2 separate regions of the Capsicum annuum genome follow, and region 2 is linked to region 1. A link is a contact called in public Hi-C data. All regions are on one chromosome and are shown on one strand. Each heading gives the region's core, a stretch centred on a gene start, on an enhancer-like site or on the middle of the called end of the contact. The rest is flanking DNA. Distances are from core to core; before and after follow the strand shown. Region 1 holds the start of LOC107872784. Region 2 has its middle 15 kb from the start of LOC107872783.

Evidence for each region. Hi-C and Micro-C count contacts between places; a contact is called where the count stands out from the background.
Region 2: a Hi-C map of placenta shows a contact between it and region 1, with 2.5 times the contacts expected there. The contact joins the enhancer-like site here to the promoter of LOC107872784 in region 1. A contact is called at or near these places in 3 of 5 Hi-C or Micro-C datasets (bud, leaf and placenta).

What each region holds. Positions count from the first base shown.
Region 1 is chr6:192,124,595-192,130,619 of UCD10Xv1.1, forward strand. LOC107872784 reads right to left here and starts at 1,971. Exons shown (of 10, transcript XM_016719386.2): 1 at 1,516-1,971. The coding sequence starts at 1,676.
Region 2 is chr6:192,246,709-192,252,213 of UCD10Xv1.1, forward strand. No RefSeq gene overlaps it. Among protein-coding and RNA genes, the nearest start is that of LOC107872783, 15 kb to the right of the region's middle. Within about 2 kb of position 3,108, at least 1 of the 5 cell types and tissues checked has an H3K27ac peak or open chromatin away from gene starts, as enhancers often do.

The sequences.
Region 1 (6,025 bases), core at 721-3,220:
TCATTTGTTTTAACATTATACAACCTATTAATGAAACTCTTCAGAGTTTGAATATGTTGGATCAAGTTTCTCCGTCATGTAAATCAAATAACTACATATATATTTACTTTTACATTAGAGGGAAAAAGATACGGACCAACTCAGGATTCATTCAGACCATACCACAAGTGCCTCCATTTTGTAAACATATAAGACTGTTGTGTGTGAGTGTGGTGTGTGACAATATTAGTTCAGAGTTAATAAAAGGTAACAAAATAAATCAATCCCAAACATAGTAAACTATTTGAGTTGGGAACTCTTAATTTTAAGAGAGTAAGAAGTGCTATACACTCTCTGGTCCACTTAGCCTTCTTTTTTTTTGGGGGGGCTATTTTAGAATGTTTCCAAATTTTTTACCATTTCTTTGCTAAAAAACTCTTCACAAATTTTAACAATTCACACTCACTCAAAAACAACTATTTTCTCTATCAAACTAAGTGTACACACACCTAGACTAATTGCATCGCTATCTCCCACCAACACTAACCAAGAAACCCTGTCCAGCAAGGCACGGACCTAGTGTTTTTGCCTCCATTAAGATTTGAACCTGAGACCCATAGTTCTCAATCTACTTCATTGATCACTACTCAAACTTACTAAACTATCAAATTTTCGACATCGAACTAAGTTTGAACACACCTAGACTAATTGATGCCTATCTCCCACCAACACAGGAACCCTGTCCACCAAGGCTTGGAGAGTCGCCTAGTATTTTTGTCTCTATGAGGATTTAAACCTGAGACCTCACAGTTCTCAACTACTTCATCGATCACTAGGTAGTCCATACCCTTAAGCGCCTATAAAACATTAGATGCTTTTTATGAATGTCAACTATGTATCTTAAGTAAATTGCTCCCGGTTGATTAATCATTTGATAACCGGAGCCATTCTCCGATAAATGGTCCACCGCGAATCAGATTCAATAGAATTTTATCAATCCCCTTTTTTGTCGTTAAGGTGGAGAACTGAACCATTCAACTAGTACTTAAGTCTCTCTTAAACTAACGGTAATATAAATGAATAATTGTCGTTGTCATACACCATAGTACAAAATGGAAAGGGAGAACACGAACTAAAATGACAAATTTTTTCGTCATTTTTTAATAACCGTGGTATTCAAGCCAACTTTTGCGCACCTCAACTAATTCCACGGGATATCAGGTATCAGGTAACTCCTCATGTAACTCTATCCACCAAGGCTAAACAGGTGGGAAGAAATCACCAAGCCTACCAAACATAGATGAGTTTTATGAATGTCAACTACGTATGGCAACTGAATTACTCCGGATTGTTCAATCATTGGATAAACAAAGTCATTCACTAGAATTTGATCGATCCTATTTTCTTTCGTTAAGGTGGAGAACTGAACCATTCAACAATTATTTAATTCTCTCTTAAACTACCGCTAATATAAGTGAATAATTGTTGTCAAATTTCACCCAAATAAATACTACAATTTGAAGATAATGTACGTACCTTTCAGCGGAGGGTACAAGTTCAGAAGCATTGAAATCATGAAATGCTTTATCGGTGGGAACAGGAATTGTACCACAGAGAAAACCGACGGGTTTAGGGCGAGCAATTTCAAGCCTTCCTACACATTGTAACTCTCGAGAACTTGACGGCTGTTTCTCCATACATAAAATTCCTCTTCAGTGGCTCTACGGTTTAATTTTCGTTCTTCTTCGATGTGAATAACTGAGAAGAAGAAAATCGGTTTGGGGTTTTGTGCTCTGAATGTATGTTCCAGAAGTTTCGCATGAAAACAAGAAGAAATAAAAATAGTTGCAATGGAGAAAATTAGGAGGTTATTTATGGATAAAAAAGAAAAAAAGAAATCTCTAATGTTTTATTTAAGTAGAGGATTTTGGGGGTATTTGGATTTAGCTAAAATAGGAGGTTATGTGTGGATAAGAAAGAAATTTCTATTGTAAATTATTTCTGGATGTTCACTACACATACTACATATACTATTGTTGGATGTATTAGTTTATGAATGTACTCTCATATAGTATACTTATTTCATATATTAGTGTCTATAAAAGGCTTTGCTTATTACATGATTTGTACAAATCAAAAAGAAGAAGAAAAAAGTTTTTTCTTATATAGATCTCTCTTCTCGCCTCTTTCATTTTAGTATATTTCAGAATATTTATTTACAACACGTTATTAGCATGAGATCCCTCATAAGAATATGGAAATTCCCCAATCATCAATTTGATTCAAAATAAGTTACGATGATATATGTCTTATAGATAGTGCTACCACACATACTATTCTAAAAGATAAGAAATATTTCTCTTATTTGGTAATGAAAGAATTCAATGTTAATACTATATGTGGTAGTACAAGATTAATTGAAGGTTCCGAAAAAACTAACTTATTACTTTCCGAAGGAACAAATTTGATGATTGGTAAAGCATTATATTGTAGTAACTCTCAAAGAAACTTATTAAGTTTCAAAGACATTCGCCAAAATGGCTATCATATTGAGACTACAAATGATGGAAAAATTGAATATCTTTATATTACTACAATAATGTCGGGTAATAAATACATACTTGAAAAATTACCCGCTCTTCTTCCAGCTTATACTACACAAATATTAGCATTGTTGAAACATATACCATAGTAAATCAAAAGTTTACTGATTGAAACAGTTTTATTATTTGGCATGATCAGTTGGGTCATCCCTGTTCTAATATGATACGCAAAATAATTGAGAATTCATATGAACACTCATTGAAAGTTGTAATTGAATCCCCTGTATTTCTGGAACGTATATAGGGTGATATATGTGGGCTCATTCACCCTCCATGTGGACCATTTAAGTATTATATGGTTTTAATAAGTTCATCTACAAGATAGTCACATGTGTGTTTATTATCAACTCGTAATTTGACACTTGTGAGATTACTTGCTCAAATAATAAAGTTAAGAGCACAATTTTCAGATTATACAATAAAGACAATTCAGCTTGATAATGCGGGTGAATTTACATCCCAGGCTATTGATGATTATTGTATATCAACTGAAATAACAGTTGAACATCTAGTTGTCCATGTTCATACTCAAAATAATCTAGCAGAATCATTGATTAAACGCCTCTAATTAATTGCTAGACCAATGCTTATGAGAACAAAACTTCCCATTTCGATATGGGGTCATGCTATTTTGCATGCAGCAGCTCTTGTGCGGATAAGGCCCACAAGTTATCATAAAGTATCCCCATTACAATTAATTTTTGGTCAAGAGCCAAATATTTTCCGTCTAAGAGTTTTTAGATGTGCGGTATATGTTTCAATTGCTCCACCATAACACACAAAAATAAGTCCTCAATATATCCAATATTAGGGGGAGAAAATAAGCAGTTGGAAAAAGAGATATCCAATATTAGGGGGAGAAAATAAGCAGTTGGAAAAAAAGATAGACTAGAATGCATTATCATTATCTCACTTAGATCCCCGTACAAATAAATGTGAACTAGAAGTTCAAAGGATAATTCATTTGCAAAACATTGCAAATCAACTGTCAGATGCATTCACTGACCTATCAAAAATTACAAAATCTCACATTCCAGCTGCTAATGCTCCTATTCGAGTTGATGTCCCGACAGGACAATTGTGTAATGCAAATGAGTCTAAACCATACTTAAAACGTGGTAGACCAATCGGTTCTAAAGATAAAAATCCTCGAAAAAAAAGAGGAGCAAATGATCAAAATAATCTTAATATGACGGAAGCTACTCATGAAGAGCAGCAAGACATAACAATTAATGAAACCTCATAAAAGGTTCAGGTACCTGAAAATAATAAAAATAAAGAGATTTCAGTCAGTTATGTCTCATCGAGAAAAATATGGAATCGAAATATAATTGTCGATAATATTTTTGCTTATAATATTGCTAATGAAACAATGCAACAAGATGAGGATCTTGAATCAAAATCTGTCGAAGAATGTAGACAGAGAAATAATTGATCAAAATAGAAAGATGCAATCAAAATTGAATTGGCTTCGCTTGAAAAATGCGAAGTTTTTGGACCAATAGTCCAAACACCTGAAGGTATAAAGCCAGTGAGGTACAAATGAATTTTTGTGCAAAAATAGAATGAGAAAAATGAAGTCGTAAGATATAAAGCACGACTTGTGGCACAAGGATTTTTGCAAAGACCTGGCATTGATTATATGGAGACATATTCTCCGGTGGTGGATACAATCACCTTCAGGTATCTTATTAATTTGGCAATTCATGAAAAACTTGATATGCATTTTTTGGAGGTTGTCACATCCTACTTATATGGCTCATTAGACAGTGATATTTATAAGAAAATTTCTAAAGGATTCAAAATATTTGATACGTATAAAACTTCTCGAGAAAATTGTTCAATCAAGATTCAGAAATCCTTATACGGATTAAAACAATCAGGATGCATGTGGTATAATCGACCTAGCGAATACCTATTTAAAGAAGGGTATAAAAACGACCCAATCTGTCCTTGAGTCTTTATTAAAAGGTCTGGATCTGAATTTGTCATAATAGTTGTATATGTTAATGATTTGAATATCATTGAAACTCCTGAAGAGCTTCCAAAGACAATAGAATGCTTGAAAAAAGAATTTGAAATGAAAGACCTCGAAAAGACAAAATTTTGCCTTGGTCTACTTATTAAACATTTTACAAATGGAATATTTGTCCATCAATCCACATATACTGAAAATATTTTAAAGAGATTTTATATGGATAAAGCACATTCATTGAGTACCAATGGTTGTGAGATCACTTGATATTAATAAAGATACATTTCGACCTCATGAAAATAATGAAGAATTTGTTGGTGCTGAGGTACCATATCTTAGTGCAATTGGAGAATTAATGTATATTGCTAGTAATTCATGACCAGATATATCTTTTGCTATAAATTTATTAGCAAGATTTAGTTCTTCCCCGACACGAAGACATTGGAATGATATTAAGCATATATTCAGATACCTCTAAGGAACTATTGATATGAGACTATTTTATTCAAATGAGTCCGATTCACAATTAATTAGTTATGCAGATACAGGATATTTGTCTGACCCATATAAAGGCCGATCTCAGACAGGTTATTTATTTACATGTGGAGGTATAACTATATCAGGGCATTCAACAAAGCAAACCATGATTGCTACATCTTCAAATCATGTAGAGATAATAGCAGTTCATGAAGCAAGTCGAGAATGTGTCTGGTTGAGGTCAATAACTCAACACATTCAGGAAATATGTGGCCTTACTTTGAAGAATAATATTCCAACAATATTGTATGAAGACAACACCACATGCATTGTTCAATTAAGAGGAGGATAAATCAAAGGAGACAGAACAAAACACATTTCATCAAAATTATTCTTTACTCTTGATCTTCAAAAGAGGAGTGAAATAGATGAGCAACAAGTTCTTTCAAGAGATAACCTAGCAGATATGTTCACTAAAGCATTGTCAACATCAACCTTTGAGAAGTAGAGACACAAGATTGAGATGTGTCGTCTCCTAAATATTCAGTGATGTTTTTATCAGGGGGAGTAAATACACGCTGCACTCTTTTTCTTCACCAAGGTTTTGTGCCACTGGGTTTTCTGGTAAGATTTTTAATGAGGCAAAAAACAAGGCGTATTACAAACCGCTATGTACATCTTATTTCTTTTAGAATTTCTCTTTTACATGAACATCCAAGGGGGAGTATTGTAAATTATTTCTTTGGTGGATGTTCACATACTATTGTAGCTACACATAATACACATAGTACACATACTATTGTAGGATGTATTAGTTTGTGTATGTACTCTCACATAGTACACCTATTTCACTTACTAGTGCCTATAAAAGGCTTTACTTACTACATGATTTGTACACACCAAGAAAAAGAAGAAAAAAGTCTTTTCTTATATAGATCTCTCTCCTCTCCTCTTTCGTTTTAGCATATTTCAGAATATTTATTTACAATAA
Region 2 (5,505 bases), core at 1,858-4,357, 120 kb after region 1:
TGCTAAATACTCACATATTTTATTTGTTAAAAAAATTGACAAATTAAATAATTAAGTAAATAAAATTTGAAGCAAAAATATAAAATGAAGAAGGAAAAATATCTAATGCTGAGGTGGCATGTCACGTGGCATCCACCTCACCCAAATGTTACGTCACGTGACACACACTTTGTCATGGTAGAAAAGTGTTATAAAAAGAAATATTTTTGATGACTTGCTAATGACAGGAGTATATTTGACTTGATAATATAACATTAGGAGTATATTTGACCCAATAATATAATGACTGATAAATTTAGTTAATTTATCAAAATGGAGGATATTTTTTACCCTTTTTCCTTCTAAAAAAATAGAAATTACCTGTAAGCTTAAATTAATGCGATGAAAGTGGCCAAGAAATTAAAATTTTAATTTCTAGCCATTTGACTAACGTATGCAGATGACACACGTCCTTTTTTTTGTTAACTTTTTGTCGGCTCATGTTCCTTCTTTCTTTTTTCTTTTTGGCGATTGCCTGCATCATCTTTTTTTTCTTTTCTCCTTTTAAAAGAAATACAACTGAACACATATTTAAAAATTCAACCAAAAAAACAAATAAAAATTTGTAGTTTTGCTTTTTAAGTTAACAATCAAATGCAAATTTATAATACTATAATTGCTAGTCTTTTTTTCCATCAGACAAATAAAAGAAAACTCTATAAATAATACCTACATGAATCTTGAACAAGAGACTTTTCAGTGTTATTAACAACATCAACATGAACCTTGAACACGAGACTTTTCAATGCTATAACCAATACCAGCAAAGTGTATTTTTATTGATTGTATAAAAATAATATTTTTACGTAATAATGATATATATACATGTTTTATACAATAATGACATAATTTGAACATATTTTATATAAATATATATTCTATGCAACAATGATAAAATTTCTATATATAATAATTATACAATTTCTATACGTATTCTATATTTCCTAGAGCTGCAATGGTTATTCAAATACGCATTCTATATAATAATTATATAGTTTCTATATACATTATATATAGATATACATATTTTATACAACAACTGTACACTCTCTATACACAATCTATATAGTTTATATACATGTTTTATGTATATACACATATTTTATACAGCAATTATACAGTTTCTATATATATTTTATATAGTTTCTATACATATATCTTATACAAATACATATTATATACAATAATTATACAGTTTTTATGCAGTTGTAATTAATTATATTTTAAAATATATATTTTTTTATCACAAAAATAAATTGTAGCGAAATTAAAAACAAAAATAAACTATTTAGAATATAAAACTTAAATAAATTCCAACCCTTTAACACCTAATTACTCTCTATCTCTACTCTTGCCAAAATTATAATTAATTTCATATTTTGTCATTTCTGGGTACATAATTATCCACCCGACACATTCATTTTTGATACAATTGACGAGAAATATGAGCATTTAAAAAGGAAAGGTAATGAAAATCAGTTCAATTAAGGAGCAAATCACGCAACTTTGATTTATTTATTTACCGGTGATCCACAAAATTGCATAATTAGTTAAAAAATTTAAATTTAAAAAAAATCACAATTCTTGAAGCAGCAACATGCTTTTCTTTCTTCTCTATTTTGTTGTAGCTTGATTTTCTTATCAATAAAATAAAATAGAGTGAGATACATCCCTGCATTGAGATACAGTAAAAATATAGTAGTTAGTAATTAGTTTGGTTATTAATCACTGGATGTATCAATAGAATGAAATTGAGTGAGATACATCTCTTTTGAAAGCTATTAGGTCAAGATATATTAGACTATAAATAATTTAAGAGAGATACACAATTAAATTTGTATATCATATATGGATTTGGCATAAAATTATGTATCTCCAAACCAAATTTTACGTATCTCGCGTTTTTCTTTATGTATCTCACAAAAATTCAGTACGATACATGGTATTTGTAGTATTTTTTAGGTGTATATTCATGTTCTACTCCATTCCGTCATTAATGACTGACACCTCGTAAAATCCACAGCACGAGCTAAAACGAATTAGATAAAATTTTAAACTTTTGAAGTTAATCTAACATAAATTCAATCGGACGACAGGAAAAATACCAATTTCTCCATTTAACAAAGAAATTGAAGATTCATTTAGAGTGAATTATTTTGTCGGAAATTCAATTGAACGACAAAAAAAAATACAAATTTCTCCGTTTAACGGAGATATTGAAGAATCGTTTGGAGTGAATTTTTCTGACAAAAATTTAATCGAACGATAGAAAAAATTACAATTTCTTCTTTAATGAAGAGATTGAAGATTCGTTCATAGGGATTTCTTCATCGAGGCTTCTACTGATATGTTGTCGACATTGTTCTGTTGATATTAGTGTTGTTGTGTTACTGAAGTTCTCCTTTAATGGAGAAACTGAATATGGCATGTGTGGGGGTGGGGAGAGCACGATTTTGTAGAAAGTAGATCTTTAGCCTTAAAATAAGGAGTTGTTTTTTGATTTTTTTGTTGTATTTGATTATTTATAGAGAAAATGTAAATTAGGGATTCAAGAAATTAATTAAAAAAAAATATTTTATATAGTTTAGTAAAAAAAGTTGTGGTGTTGTATAATTTTCTTCTTTAAAAATAGGACAGAAATTTAAAAAAAAAATTAAACTATTTAAGGACCGAAATATCCCAATTAAACATGGTCAGCAGATGGAATTTATAAAATGGGTGAAGCTTCACATGGCCATTTCGGGCGGCAATATTATGGTCGAGTGGCCATAAGGCGTCTTTTTTTCAAATTTTTTTTTTGAAAGTATCTTTTTCAAAAATAGATACTTAGAAACACTTTTAAAAAAGTTTGAATAATTATTAATTGTTGTTCAAAAATGCATTTTAAATTGATTGGTCAAATATAAAACAGTTTAATTAAAGAACTTTTCAAAAAGCACTTCAATAAAATACTTTTTAAAATAAATTAATTTTAAAATCTTAATTAGACTGACTATAATTAACAACATTTGCATTTCATAGTAGGAGTTGGGTTGTGCTCTTCTCTTATCCACATTTGAGCCTAGAGACAACTGGCCCAAAACAATGAGGTACTTTATAGGATAACTGAATGGTTATTGTTTGTGCTTAGCACGGGTCCAATACGATAAATTAATTTAACAAAGTTTTGCTGATAATATTTTATGAAAAAAATCTATCGAACACCCTACACCAAATTTAGAGTATAAGGTATAGCACTTTATGAATTTATTGAAATAAAAAGAAATAAGAATGAACATAACTACTACAGCTGAAGTGCATGCGATGTGGTTTCACTTGTAAGAGCCCTCTAAAAATATATTTAATTCATAATTTGTACATTTTCTTTCTATCTAGATTTATACAAAATAAATCTTTTGACGAAAGTAGAGCAATTAAATAAAAAATTAAGGTCATTGGTGTATTGCAATGTTGGACCTAGCTGATTGTCTTTTTTGTATACCTGCATAGTTTAAATTTGGCCTTCCATTCAATATCATTATATCCTTTAGCATAAGTGAATTCACTGATGAAGGAGAAGCGACTTTCTTACTGAATATTTGCTTCAACAACTGTAAAGCAGTCTCTATGAAAAGGAGACTTCCCATGTTGTACATACCATGAAACAATAATGAAATCAAAATGGAAGAAGCTTCAACAGGAATATTTATTTACAATAAATGGGGATAGAACAGAGAGTCAGTTAACTTTCCACAATGTGACACATATTAGCTTAAGTTAATGAAAAGGTACAAACAGAACAACTTACTGGAGCTTTACTTTACTGGGATTAATAATCAATATCAGTTCAAGTCATAACTATGACCAAATTGCACTCATCTGATTGTGTAATTCCACTTATAAAAAGCTCAGAATTTCAGTATTATATATGAAGCTTCACTTGAAATGAGTGCATAATCTGAAACACTTATATACTCCTTTGATATTCGTCTCATTCAGTGAAGGATTCATGATTTTCATTAAGGGGGGTCCTGAAGTAAAAATACAGCGCATAGATTTTGAACTTGGAAGCTCCGGGTGAATTTGAACTCCCTGAATCACTAAGCCAACATCTAATCTTGTGTTCATGAGATTCAAAATCTACATATATCAAATATACATACGATATGAGAAGATTAAAATAAAAAATTCACCTATTTAAATATATGAGTTGTAGTAGGAAATTGTCAATCTGCGACACGGATGGAGCATCAAAATTGAAGAGTCCACACAACTTAAATTCTCAATTAGTAATCATTGAAAAAAAAAAAGAAAAAAACTCAATCAACATTTTTTTCCTATAACTCATAAATTAGTCAAAGTAATGCAACTACATTAAAAGGAAGAGAACTCAATAGATCATTATTCTCTATGATAATATGTATTTAATTTTAGAAAAATCAAGTACAAGAAGATACAGAAAGTGCAAGTTAGAAGAATTAACTAATTTTCTAGTTATTCAAACGCGACATCATAAAATCAGATAGTTATTATAGAGAATGTCACATAAAAAAATATAAGTACAATTTGAAAAAAGAGACGAACATGCACATATAAAAAAAATTAAATGAAATTAGCCACCAAGGAACTAGAAATAAAGCAAGATGTTAAGGTGAACAACAAATCAGTACAAAGTATTGCACAATGAATCTGGTATTTTGATTTGCCTTTATGAAATTTATTATCTAGATTTTTCACCCTCCCTGAGTTCCTCTTCTAGATAATCAACCTTAAAGCACTTTCCTTCTTTGTCGGAATCTGTTTGGATGGACTTATAGTTTACGATTTATAACGTGAAATTACTAACTTATGCCTTTTTGATTTTTTTCTTGGGGTATTTTGACTTTAAAATAAGTGCTTAAAAGGTTTTTCTCTTAAGTTTTTTAAAGTTATTTTGACTTAAAAACACTTAAAATAAGCTAATCCAAGCAGTCTGTTATAATCCTTTCATTTGTTGGGCTATATGTTCGTATTTTCTCCAGAAAATTCATTTTTTTCTCAGTTATGTCACAAAGCTTCTATTATTGGGGTATTCTTCCGTTGCAAGAACCAATACTTGTCAAATAAAATAATTAAGAGGATTAAACTAAAATTGAGTATTTTTTTCAAGAACAAAACTTTCCCAACATTTTGAGCTCCCAAATAATCTTGCTTCGGATAATTGATCATACAAAATTATAAAAATAAATTGTGACCGAAATAAAAAAAATATAATGAAAAGTGTGAAATGAATAGCGAGCTAATCAAGGGAAGTGCACATACTGTATATTTTTTTTTTTGAAGAATTTTTAATGGTAGTTACCCAAGGACCCAAAAATTTCACGTCAGCCGTGAATTGGAGAGATTTAAGCAATAAAATGAAAGAAAAATCATTCCTGAAATTGAAACACCCGACATAAAAGATGAAGAGATCTGAATTTTATGGAACATCATAGTGAAAGTTAGGCT